Linked DNA regions of Sus scrofa: all the other regions are linked to region 2. A link is a contact called in public HiChIP or PLAC-seq data. All regions are on one chromosome and are shown on one strand. The core of a region is the stretch at or near the end of the contact, and the rest is flanking DNA. Distances in the headings are between cores, read along the strand shown.

Evidence for each region. HiChIP or PLAC-seq counts read pairs in DNA pulled down with a chosen protein or histone mark.
Region 1: a contact with region 2 is called in an H3K27ac HiChIP or PLAC-seq map of alveolar macrophages. The contact joins two enhancer-like sites. A contact is called at or near these places in 1 of 47 Hi-C or Micro-C datasets (epiblast stem cells) and 1 of 2 datasets of contacts at active chromatin or transcription factors (alveolar macrophages).
Region 3: a contact with region 2 is called in an H3K27ac HiChIP or PLAC-seq map of alveolar macrophages. The contact joins two enhancer-like sites. A contact is called at or near these places in 1 of 47 Hi-C or Micro-C datasets (embryonic fibroblasts) and 1 of 2 datasets of contacts at active chromatin or transcription factors (alveolar macrophages).

Annotation. Positions count from the first base shown.
Region 1 is chr7:65,189,780-65,192,862 of Sscrofa11.1, forward strand. SNX6 (sorting nexin 6) reads left to right here. Exons shown (of 14, transcript NM_001244216.1): 11 at 2,144-2,230. Among named protein-coding and RNA genes, the nearest start is that of TRNAY-GUA, 24 kb to the right of the region's middle. Within about 2 kb of position 1,577, at least 11 of the 83 cell types and tissues checked have an H3K27ac peak or open chromatin away from gene starts, as enhancers often do. A contact at or near this core is called in alveolar macrophages, where this site is marked.
Region 2 is chr7:64,999,977-65,003,127 of Sscrofa11.1, forward strand. All of the region lies in intron 3 of BAZ1A (bromodomain adjacent to zinc finger domain 1A), which reads left to right. Among named protein-coding and RNA genes, the nearest start is that of BAZ1A, 32 kb to the left of the region's middle. Within about 2 kb of position 1,580, at least 17 of the 83 cell types and tissues checked have an H3K27ac peak or open chromatin away from gene starts, as enhancers often do. A contact at or near this core is called in alveolar macrophages, where this site is marked.
Region 3 is chr7:65,129,410-65,132,797 of Sscrofa11.1, forward strand. The region is part of intron 2 of LOC110261575 (a long non-coding RNA gene); the gene reads left to right. Among named protein-coding and RNA genes, the nearest start is that of SNX6, 25 kb to the right of the region's middle. Within about 2 kb of position 1,397, at least 5 of the 83 cell types and tissues checked have an H3K27ac peak or open chromatin away from gene starts, as enhancers often do. A contact at or near this core is called in alveolar macrophages, where this site is marked.

The DNA of each region.
Region 1 (3,083 bases), core at 327-2,826, 190 kb after region 2:
GCTGCATCTGCAGCCTATACCCCGGTTCACTGCAACGCCAGATCTTTAACCCACTGAGCGAGAACAGGGATCGAACCCACATGGTTCCTAGTCAGATTTGTTTCTGCTGCGCCACGAAGGGAACTCCACATACCCTACTTCTTAATGGAAGGAGAGGAACTGTATTTAAAAGGGCCCAACAGAGTTCCTGTTGTGGCCCAGAAGAAATGAATTTGACCAGCATCCATGAGGACACGGGCTTGATCCCTGGCCTTCATCAGTAGGTTAAGGATCCAGCACTGCCATGAGCTGTGGTGTAGATCGAAGACATGGCTTGGATCTGATGTTGCTGTGGCTGTGGTGTAGGCTGTTCTACTGGTAGGCATTTGGATAGTTTCTAGTTTGGGTCTCTTTACAAAGAGTACTGCTTAAGACCATTCTTATCTTCATCTGAACATAAATGTGCATTTCTGTTGTGTGTATATAACTAGGGGGGGACCTGGTAGGTCATAGGCTATCCATGTGAAAATTTTTTGTGGATACTGCAAACTGTTTCCAAAAGTAATTGTACCAACTTACATTCTCACTAGAATGAATGTGAGCATAGGGCTGCTGCACAAAGTTGTAATATTTGGTATCTTTTTTCTTTTAGTCGTTCTGATGAATATGTAGGTTTTTTTTTTAAAAACTTTTTATTTTCACAGCAATTTCAGACTTACAGAAAAGTTGCAAGAATAGTACAAAGAATTCCTGCACGTGTGTCACTCAGATTTTTTAAATATTAATATTTGCTACATTAAATTTCTTTTATTCCAAGTACATATTGTTTTTTGCCCTTTGTTCACATCTCTCTCTCTTTTTAAAAGAGAAGAATCAATTTTAATATGACAATACAATTATGTTATCCCCCTAGTGTCATCAATACCTAGTGTATAGACATTCCCAGTTGTCTCATAAATGGCTTTTATGGTGGACGTTGTTTGAGTCAGGATCCAAACAAGGTTCCCATGTTGTTTGGGAGCGGGGGGGTTATGGGTTTTTTTGTCTATTTTTTAGGGCCGAACCCGCAGCATATGGAGATTCCCAGGCTAGGGGTCCAGTCAGAGCTATAACTGCTGGCCTATGGCACAGTCACAGCAACGCCAGATCCGAGCTGTGTCTGAGACCTATACCACAGCTCACAGCAACACCAGATCGTTAACCCACTGAGCGAGGCCAGGGATTGAACCAGAAACCTCATGGTTCCTTCCTAGTTGAATTCATTTCCGCTGAGCCACAATGGGAGCTCCCCTTGTTGTATTTAGTTGACAGTACATTCTTCTTTATCCTCTCTCTCTTTAGACTGAATGAAGAGTTCTTATCTTTTTAGTCTGACATGGCTACTTTCCAACTTCATCCCAACTCAGACTAATACCCACATCTGTTTATTACTCTTTGGTCTCTTCAGGCACATTTTGTTAACCAGAAAACAATGTCAAAACATTATCTGCAGCAGGAGAATTGGTAGTCTACTACTCTCGCCAGCCTTTATTACTTTATAATCATGTGTACGTAGCAGTTGCTGTTGAAATGAATAGAGAGAAAAGAGAAGTGAAACTGAAAGATGATATTGAAACTCATTACAGCCAAGAACTTGAGTCAAATACAGAGTCCTGTAAATTCACTAATTTCGTTTGATCTCATTTTTTTTCTATTCGTTTTTTGTCAGTTACAAAGAAAAGTAACAGGCCAATAGAAGGAGGGAAGGAGACTTAGATTAAATAGGAATTGATAACTATAGTTACTTTTATAACCTTGTGGGTTTTTTTGTTGTTGTTGTTGTTTTACAATAATTAAGAAAACACTGAAAGTTCCTGTTGTGGCGCAGAGGAAACGAATCCAACTAGTAATCATGAGGTTGCAGGTTTAATCCCTAGCCTCTCTCAGTGGGTTAAGGATCTGGTGTTGCTGTGAGCTGTGGTGAGGTCACAGATGCAGCTCGGATCCTGTGTTGCTGTGGCTGTGGCGTAGGCCAGCAGCTACAGCTCTGATTTGACCCCTAGCCTGAGAACTTCTATATGCTGCAGGTTCGGCCCGAAAAAGCAAAAAAAAAAGAAAGAAAGAAAGAAAACACTGGATGTAGTATATAAAGATTGATTAAATCCCAGTTTTTTCCCTTTTTCAGAAAATAGAAGCACGAGTGTCAGCTGATGAGGACCTCAAACTTTCTGACCTTTTAAAATATTACTTAAGAGAATCTCAAGCTGCTAAGGTAATGTATTCATTGTTTTTAAAAAACGGTCTGTTTTAGGAGTTCCCGTCTTGGCTCAGTGGTTAACAAATCCGACTAGGAACCATGAGGTTTCGGGTTCGATCCCTGGCTTTGCTCAGTGGGTTGAGAATCCAGTGTTGCCATGAGCTGTGGTATAGGTTGCAGATTCGGCTTGGATTCTGCTTTGCTGTGGCTCTGGTATAGGCCAGCAGCTACAGCTCTGATTAGACCCCTAGCCTGGGAACCTCCATATGCTGCAGAAGTGGCCCAAGAAATGGCAAAAAGACAAAAAATAAAATAATAAAAAATGGGCTGTTTTATAAAAAGACATCATCTCTTTAAAGGCTGTTAGACTTTAAGGTTGTTTTTTTTTGTTGTTGTTGTTGTTTTTCTTCTTAGGGCCAGACCTGTGGCATAGGAAGTTCTCAGCTAGGAGTCAAAACGGAGCAGCAGATGCCAGCCTACCCCACAGCCACAGTAACACCAGATCCAAGCCACATCTGCGACCTACACCATAGCTCTTGACAATGCCATGAGGCCAGGAATTGAACCCACATCCTCATGGATACTAGTTGGGCTCTTAATCTGCTGAGCAACAATGGGAACTCCACACTTAAGATTGTTAAAGATGATTTATCTCTTGATTGGTATTTGTTTTGTTTTGTTTTGCTTTGTTTTGTTTTGTTTAAACGCCAGATGCTTTAACCCAGGAGAAGCCAGAGATTTAATCCACATCCTCATGGATACTAGCTGGGTTCATTACCATTGAGCCACCACAGGAACTCCTGTCTCTTGATTTTAAATTATATTTTCCAGCGTGAATTTTCTTTTTCTTCCTTTATAGGTAGTTTGT
Region 2 (3,151 bases), core at 330-2,829:
ATTAGAGACTAATCTCACGAAAGAGAGGAGACTATGTATAGCTACTCCTATCCTGAAATCCCTGTTAGGAATAAAAGGGAAGTTTATTTCTGCATAGTTATTACACATGTTCAGGTCTGGGAAATTAGAGGTCTTCTGAATAACTTATCTCTCCCTCATCATCTTCTACCTCCTTTATATGGTCTGTTCCATTCAGCCAATAGAAGATCACAGTGTTTCTGAATAACTATTTTTAAAATGGGGTTATCTGTCTTTCTTAGACAAATGCAGAGACCATCCAAAGAGAAGAGTTAAAAGTTAGAACTAAGAGAAATGACAAGCTAGGAGTTCTTATCCTGGCTCAGTGGAAGTGAATCTGACTAGCATCCATGAAGATGCAGATTTGATCCCTGGCCTTTCTCAGTGGGTTAAGGGTCGGGTGTTGCTCTGAGCTGTGCTATAGATTGCAGATGTGGCTTTGATCTGGCATTGCTGTGGCTGTGGTGTAGGCCTGCAGCTACAGCTCTGATTTGACCCCTCACCTGAGGACCTCCATATGCCTTGGGTGCGGCCTTAAAAAAAGAGAGAGAGAGAGAGAGAGAGAAATGGCATAAGCTAAAATAATTTTAAATGAAAGGCAAAGGAGTAATAAAAGTATAAAAAATGTCTACTCATCACTAAAGGCCAAGCAAAATTCTTTGCTTAAATCGAAAACATATGTCAAGAGAATAATTCTGAGCAGAGGTTGACACTTTGCTTTAGATAAAGGGCCAGATAGTAAATATTATAAACCATGATCCATATGGTCTCTGTAACAGCCACCTAACTCTGCTGTCATAGTGCAAAAGCAGCCATAGGTAATATATGAATGAGCATGGCTGTATTCTAGAATTCTTTATTTACGAACACTGAAACTTAATTTCATATTATTTTCAGATGTCACAAAATATTTGTTTTAAGCCATTTAAAAATGTGTAAGCCATTCTTAGCTCAAAGCCCATATAAAATAGGCAATGAGTTGAATGTGGCCCATTAGCCATAGTGTACTGACTCCTGGTAGAGAGAAAAGGTTCCTGCTTAAATAAGGGTTATAGAATAAGCTAGCCAGAGATCCCCTTTTAATATAGAACCTCAGAGTGTGGCATGGTATGGTGGAAAAAGCCTTTTGAGCCAAACTCACTTAAGATTCTGGGAATCTTCTTTGCTAATCTGTAAAACAAGTAATATCTACATTCATTTGGTGGTTGTATTAGTTAGCTTTTGCTGCATAACAAACCATCCCCAAAACTTAGTGGCATAAAGCAATAAACATTCTCATGATTCTGTAGCTGTCTGGAATATTCTTGTGTTCTGGGCTGACCTGTCTGGGGCTGGATTGTCTAGGTCACTTACTCTGGCCTTACTTATACTTCTAGGGCCTCAGACTATTTTCACATGGCCTCTTATCCTTCAGGAGGCTAGTCCAAACTTGTTCCTAGGGTGGGATTAGGGTTCCCAGTGGCAGGAGAAGACAAAACCCCAGTGTGCAAGCACATGTCAAGCCCCAGCTTGCTCCACATTTGCTAGTATTCCATTGATCAAAGCAAGTCAGACGAGCAAATCCAGAGTTATTCTGGGAGGGGACCAAGGAGATGTGATTCAGTGGGGACCATAACTGCAGCAGTGTTTTACAGTGGTTAGTATTTGTTAGGAGCCCAATATAGTGCTTGGCACATAAAGCATTCAGTAAATGTTAGATACTTCCTATGCTTGTCAGAGACAAAGGAAGAGCCTGCCAGCTGTGATGACTCATCTTTTTTTGTAGCTAGTCCCTAATTTTCTTACATCATAGTCACTGTTCTTGAGTGACTTTTGAGAGCTTAGTGTATGCAAGGCACTGTTCTAAGGTTTTTACTTATTTAATTTCTACAACAGCCATATGTGATAGGTGCCCGTTTGCTCATTTTACAGTCGAGGAGTTCATACACAGAGCTTAATTAACTAAAACCTGCCCAGTGTCACAAGTGGTGAAGTTTTTAAGCACAGACAGTGTTTCTGTGTGGGAGGGATAAATGAGTGTGAAAAAAATACTATGACTTACTATTGACTTTTCACTTTACTTGAGCATCTTAGAATTTCTGTCAAAGTGAAGAGACGTAGAATTGCATGGAATGTGATTAGATTAAGCTTTTGATCGTTCACAAGAGTGATCCTTATTGTTGAGTGTCTGAAAATTGGCATCGTCTTATAATCATTGATTCAAAGGGAAAAACACTCCTGTATTTAATCAGGTTCTCCTGCTCTTTATATTTTTAACCATTGTATTTATCAGAAGGTGACAGTTATCTTCTCTACTCTGAGCTGCTTAAGCTTTCCACTTTTTTGCTTGCAGATGAAAGAATGCTATCTAGTGGCAACAAAAGGTGACTGCATGCATGGGTGAAAGTAGAATTTTTATTTATTTGTTGTTTTTCTATCTTTTGATACAGTTTCCAGGGATGAAAAATGCAGTTATCTATGACTCTTTTCTTATAGGTTGTAAAGAATATTTTGATTTAGTACTTCAAGTATACACATTGCCAAATTTTCTGTGATTCATTCAATAAACATTGTGTTCTTGGTGCTAGTGTAGGTATTGGGAGCAAGGTAGTGAATAAGACAAGGATTAGGGACTTATATTCAAGTGCAAGAGGCATGCTCTATGCCTCAAGTTTATACAATGGTGAATGTCAATTATTTCTCAATAAAACTGGGGAAAAGGGTCATCGGTAAGTCTTATTTGGCTAGTGAATGTATCACTAACATTCAAATAGAATGGGTAAAAGGTACTGCAATGCCAAATTAATGTAGTGCTCCATTAATAATTTGCTGTGGTTGCCATTAGAATGGGCTGATGTTACCTTTTAGTTACCTTTATAAAGACATGTTTGTATCTTTCTTTTTCTGTTTATCAGTGAGTCCGTCAGCATGTTGATTTCATTGTTGTCACATGAATGTTTAAAGACCATAAGGATAATAAAAATAATTCAGATAATTTTGTTTGCGCTTCCAGCTCAAAGAATTTGAAGTATAATTTTGTCATCTTAGTTTGTTGGTTATGTAATAGCTTTTTTTTTTTTTTTTTACAAATTCTTATGTTTGATGTGCAAAAATCACGTGACTTTGATTTGACTCTCTCAGGTTGTAAGAGAAC
Region 3 (3,388 bases), core at 147-2,646, 130 kb after region 2:
GTTGTGGCTGTGGGCAGGCCAGCAACTGCAGCTCCAAATCAACCCCTAGCCCAGGAACTTCCATATGTTGCAGGTGTGGCCCTGAAAAGAAAAAAGAAAGAAAGAGAGAAAGAGAGAAAGAAAGAACAATCCTCCTTACTTCTAAGATAGTTTTATATTCTCATTTTAAAGTTCTGAAATCAGGATGGATATAGCTTATTGTTGGTGTAAACACTTATTACACTGCCTTTTTTGTTTCTCTCAAATGCTGTTGGTGCCCCTTAGAACTGCAAAAATACATTATGTCAAAGACATGGCCCATGCCTCTGCCTTCCCATGGTCTATTAAAGAATGTGATGACAATACATATACTTCATAAAGCTGGGCCAACATCCTCTTGTCTTCCAGGAACTTGCTGGCTTTCTGCCATACTTATACATTTACAAAATGCATCTGCAGAGTTCAGCACTTTTACTTTTGAGAGGTTGAAGCACTTTAGAGACTCTGGTTAATATTCTGTAGTAAACAAAGATAAAATATATGGTCTCCTATATAACAAGGAAAGGACCATTGATTTTACTGGAAGAGACTGTATGTCTCCTCATATAGTAACTTAAGCATATTTACTTAAGTCCTATTGTCATTATCTTCAGCATCACCATCTCTGTCACCATCACTGTGATGTTCATAATCATGATGTACATTGTGGGGGGAAAAAGTCCAACACCCCAGTGTTCCTTCCAGAGTTATCATTGTTAAAGTAGAAGAACACATTTTAAAATTAATTATGAAGATGAGACCTTTGGGAATGACTTGGCTGGCCTGGAGCCTGTGAAGAAAGAGCTAAACTGCTCTACAAGAAATACATGAGGGCGTTCCTGTCGTGGCTCAGTGGTTAAGGAACCCAACTAGGATCCATGAGGATGCAGGTTCAATCCCTGGTCTTGCTCAGTGGGTTAAGGATCCGGTGTTGCCATGAGCTCTGGTGTAGGTCGCAGACACAGCTCAGATCCCAAGTTGCTGTGGCTGTGCTGTAGGCCAGCAGCTGTAGCTCTGATTTGACCTCTGCCCTGGGAATTTCCGTATGCCGCAGGTTCGGCCCCAAAAAACAAAGAAAAAGAAAAATACTGCCAAGAAAACAAAAAAACAAGCCACGGACTGGGAGAAAATGTTTGCCAAAGACGTATCTGGTAAGGGACTATTACTCAAAATATACAAAGAACTCTTAAAAACTTAACAATAAAAAAATAAACAACCTGAGCAAGACAATGAAACTACTCTGTATGATACTATAATGGTGGATACCTATCATTATACATTTTTCCAAAACCGTAGAATGGACAACACCAAGAATGAACCCTAGTGTAAACTGCAGGCTCTAGGTGGTAATGATGACTCAGTGCATGTTCATCATTTGTACCAAATTTATCGTGCTGGTGGGGGATGTTGATAATGGGGAAGATTATTCATGTGTGGACTCAGGCATATATAGAAAATCTCTGTACCTTTCCCTCAATTTTACTGTGATCCTAAAACTGCTCTTAAAAAATACATTTTAAAAAGTCATTTGAGGAAGTGAGGTCTGAGAGGTTAACTAACTTTCTCGGAGAAAAATAGCACATCTGTGATTAAAATATGGCTCCTGGGACTTCTGCTTTCTGTCATGACGGAGTAACAGGAACTGAATTTTCTGCCTGCCTTAAAAAATTGAAAAACTGAACAAAAACATTTGAAACAACAGTTTCAAATTCAGACATTGGGGAGTTCCCGTCATGGCTCAGCAGTAACAACCCCCTACTAGTATCCATGAGGACTCGTGTTCGATCCCTGGCCTCACTCAGTGGGTTAAGGATCCAGAGTTGCTGTGAGCTGTAGTGTAGGTTACAGATTTGGCTCAGATCCCACATTGCTGTGGCTGTGGCGTAGGCTGGCAGCTGCAGCTCTGATTCACACCCTAGCCTGGGCACTTCCATATGCCACGGATGTAGCTCTAAAAAGAAAAGAAAATTCAAGGAGTTCCTGTTGTGGCTCTGCAGTTAACAAACCTGACTAGTATCCATGAGGACAAGGGTTCGATCGCTGGCCCTGCTCAGTGGGTTAAGGATCCAGCATTGCTGTGGCTGTGGTGTAGGCCGGCAGCTGCAGCTCCGATTTGACCTCTAGCCTGGGAACTTCCTCATGCCTCTGGTGCATCCCTAAAAAGACCAAAAAAAAAAAAAAAAGTACAGACATTGGACAACATGCAGCATAGCACAATCATAAAAGGAAATGATAAAAGGTGTGGCTGTAAAAAGAAAACCAAAATATACCAGGTCAAAAGAGAGCTGTAGGGGCTATGTTAGTATCAGACGAAGTAGATTGCAGAGCAGAGAACATTAGCAAGAATAAAGAGGTTCCTTTCATAATTGAGTCACTTCCTCAAAGGACAATCTTAACTGTTTATACACTTAGTAACAGAGTTTCAAAATAAAATGAAGCAAAAAATGGTAGAATTGCAATGAAAAATAGACAAATCCACAATTACAGACAGAGATTTCAGCATCTCACAATAATTGATAAAACAAGTAGACAGAAAGTCAGAAAAGCTATGGAAGACTTGAACAACACTATCAACAAATGTAACCTAATTGACACTGGGCTGGGGATAGAACACCTCATCAGCGACCCAAGCCACCACAGAGACAATGCCGGATCCTTAACCTGCTGTGCCACAGTGAGAACTCCCACATTCTTTCTTAAGGACACACAGAACATTTATCAAAATAGACTTATATTTATTCTGGGACATAAAACAAGTCTCAATATATTTTAAAAGATTCAATAATATAAAGTAATTCTATGACCAAATAAAATTAAATTTAAAATGGATGACAGATATTTGAAAAATGCCCAAATATTTGGAAACTAAGCTGTATTCTTCTAAATAACACGTGGATCAAAGAAGAAATCCGAAAGAAATTATAACATGTGGCTTAATTTTTATTTCCATTAAGTGAAACACATTTACTCCTCAAATGCTAATTTATTCTTCTTCTTCAAATCTATTTTCCTGTCGAATCATCATGCAGAAGCAATCTTGTTATGATTCTTTAAGGTTTAATGTATGTATTTTATTTCTGGAGATCTGTTTTCTTTCCCTAGTGAGAATAACTGTTTTATAATGCGATGTCTTTGTACACTGGATTTCCAGGAATTGAAGCCCAACTCAAATCAGCATTACTAAAAAGGAGGATTTGTTGGAAGAATCCTGGAATAGCTCACAGACTTGAGGAATGCCATGTATAGTAGTTTCCTATGGCTGCTTAAAACAACACAAATTTAATATTTAATATTTTGGAGGTCAGAGATAAAAGAGTCTCATGGGACTAAACTTTAGGCGTCCGTAGGGCTGCATTTCTTCTGGAGGCTC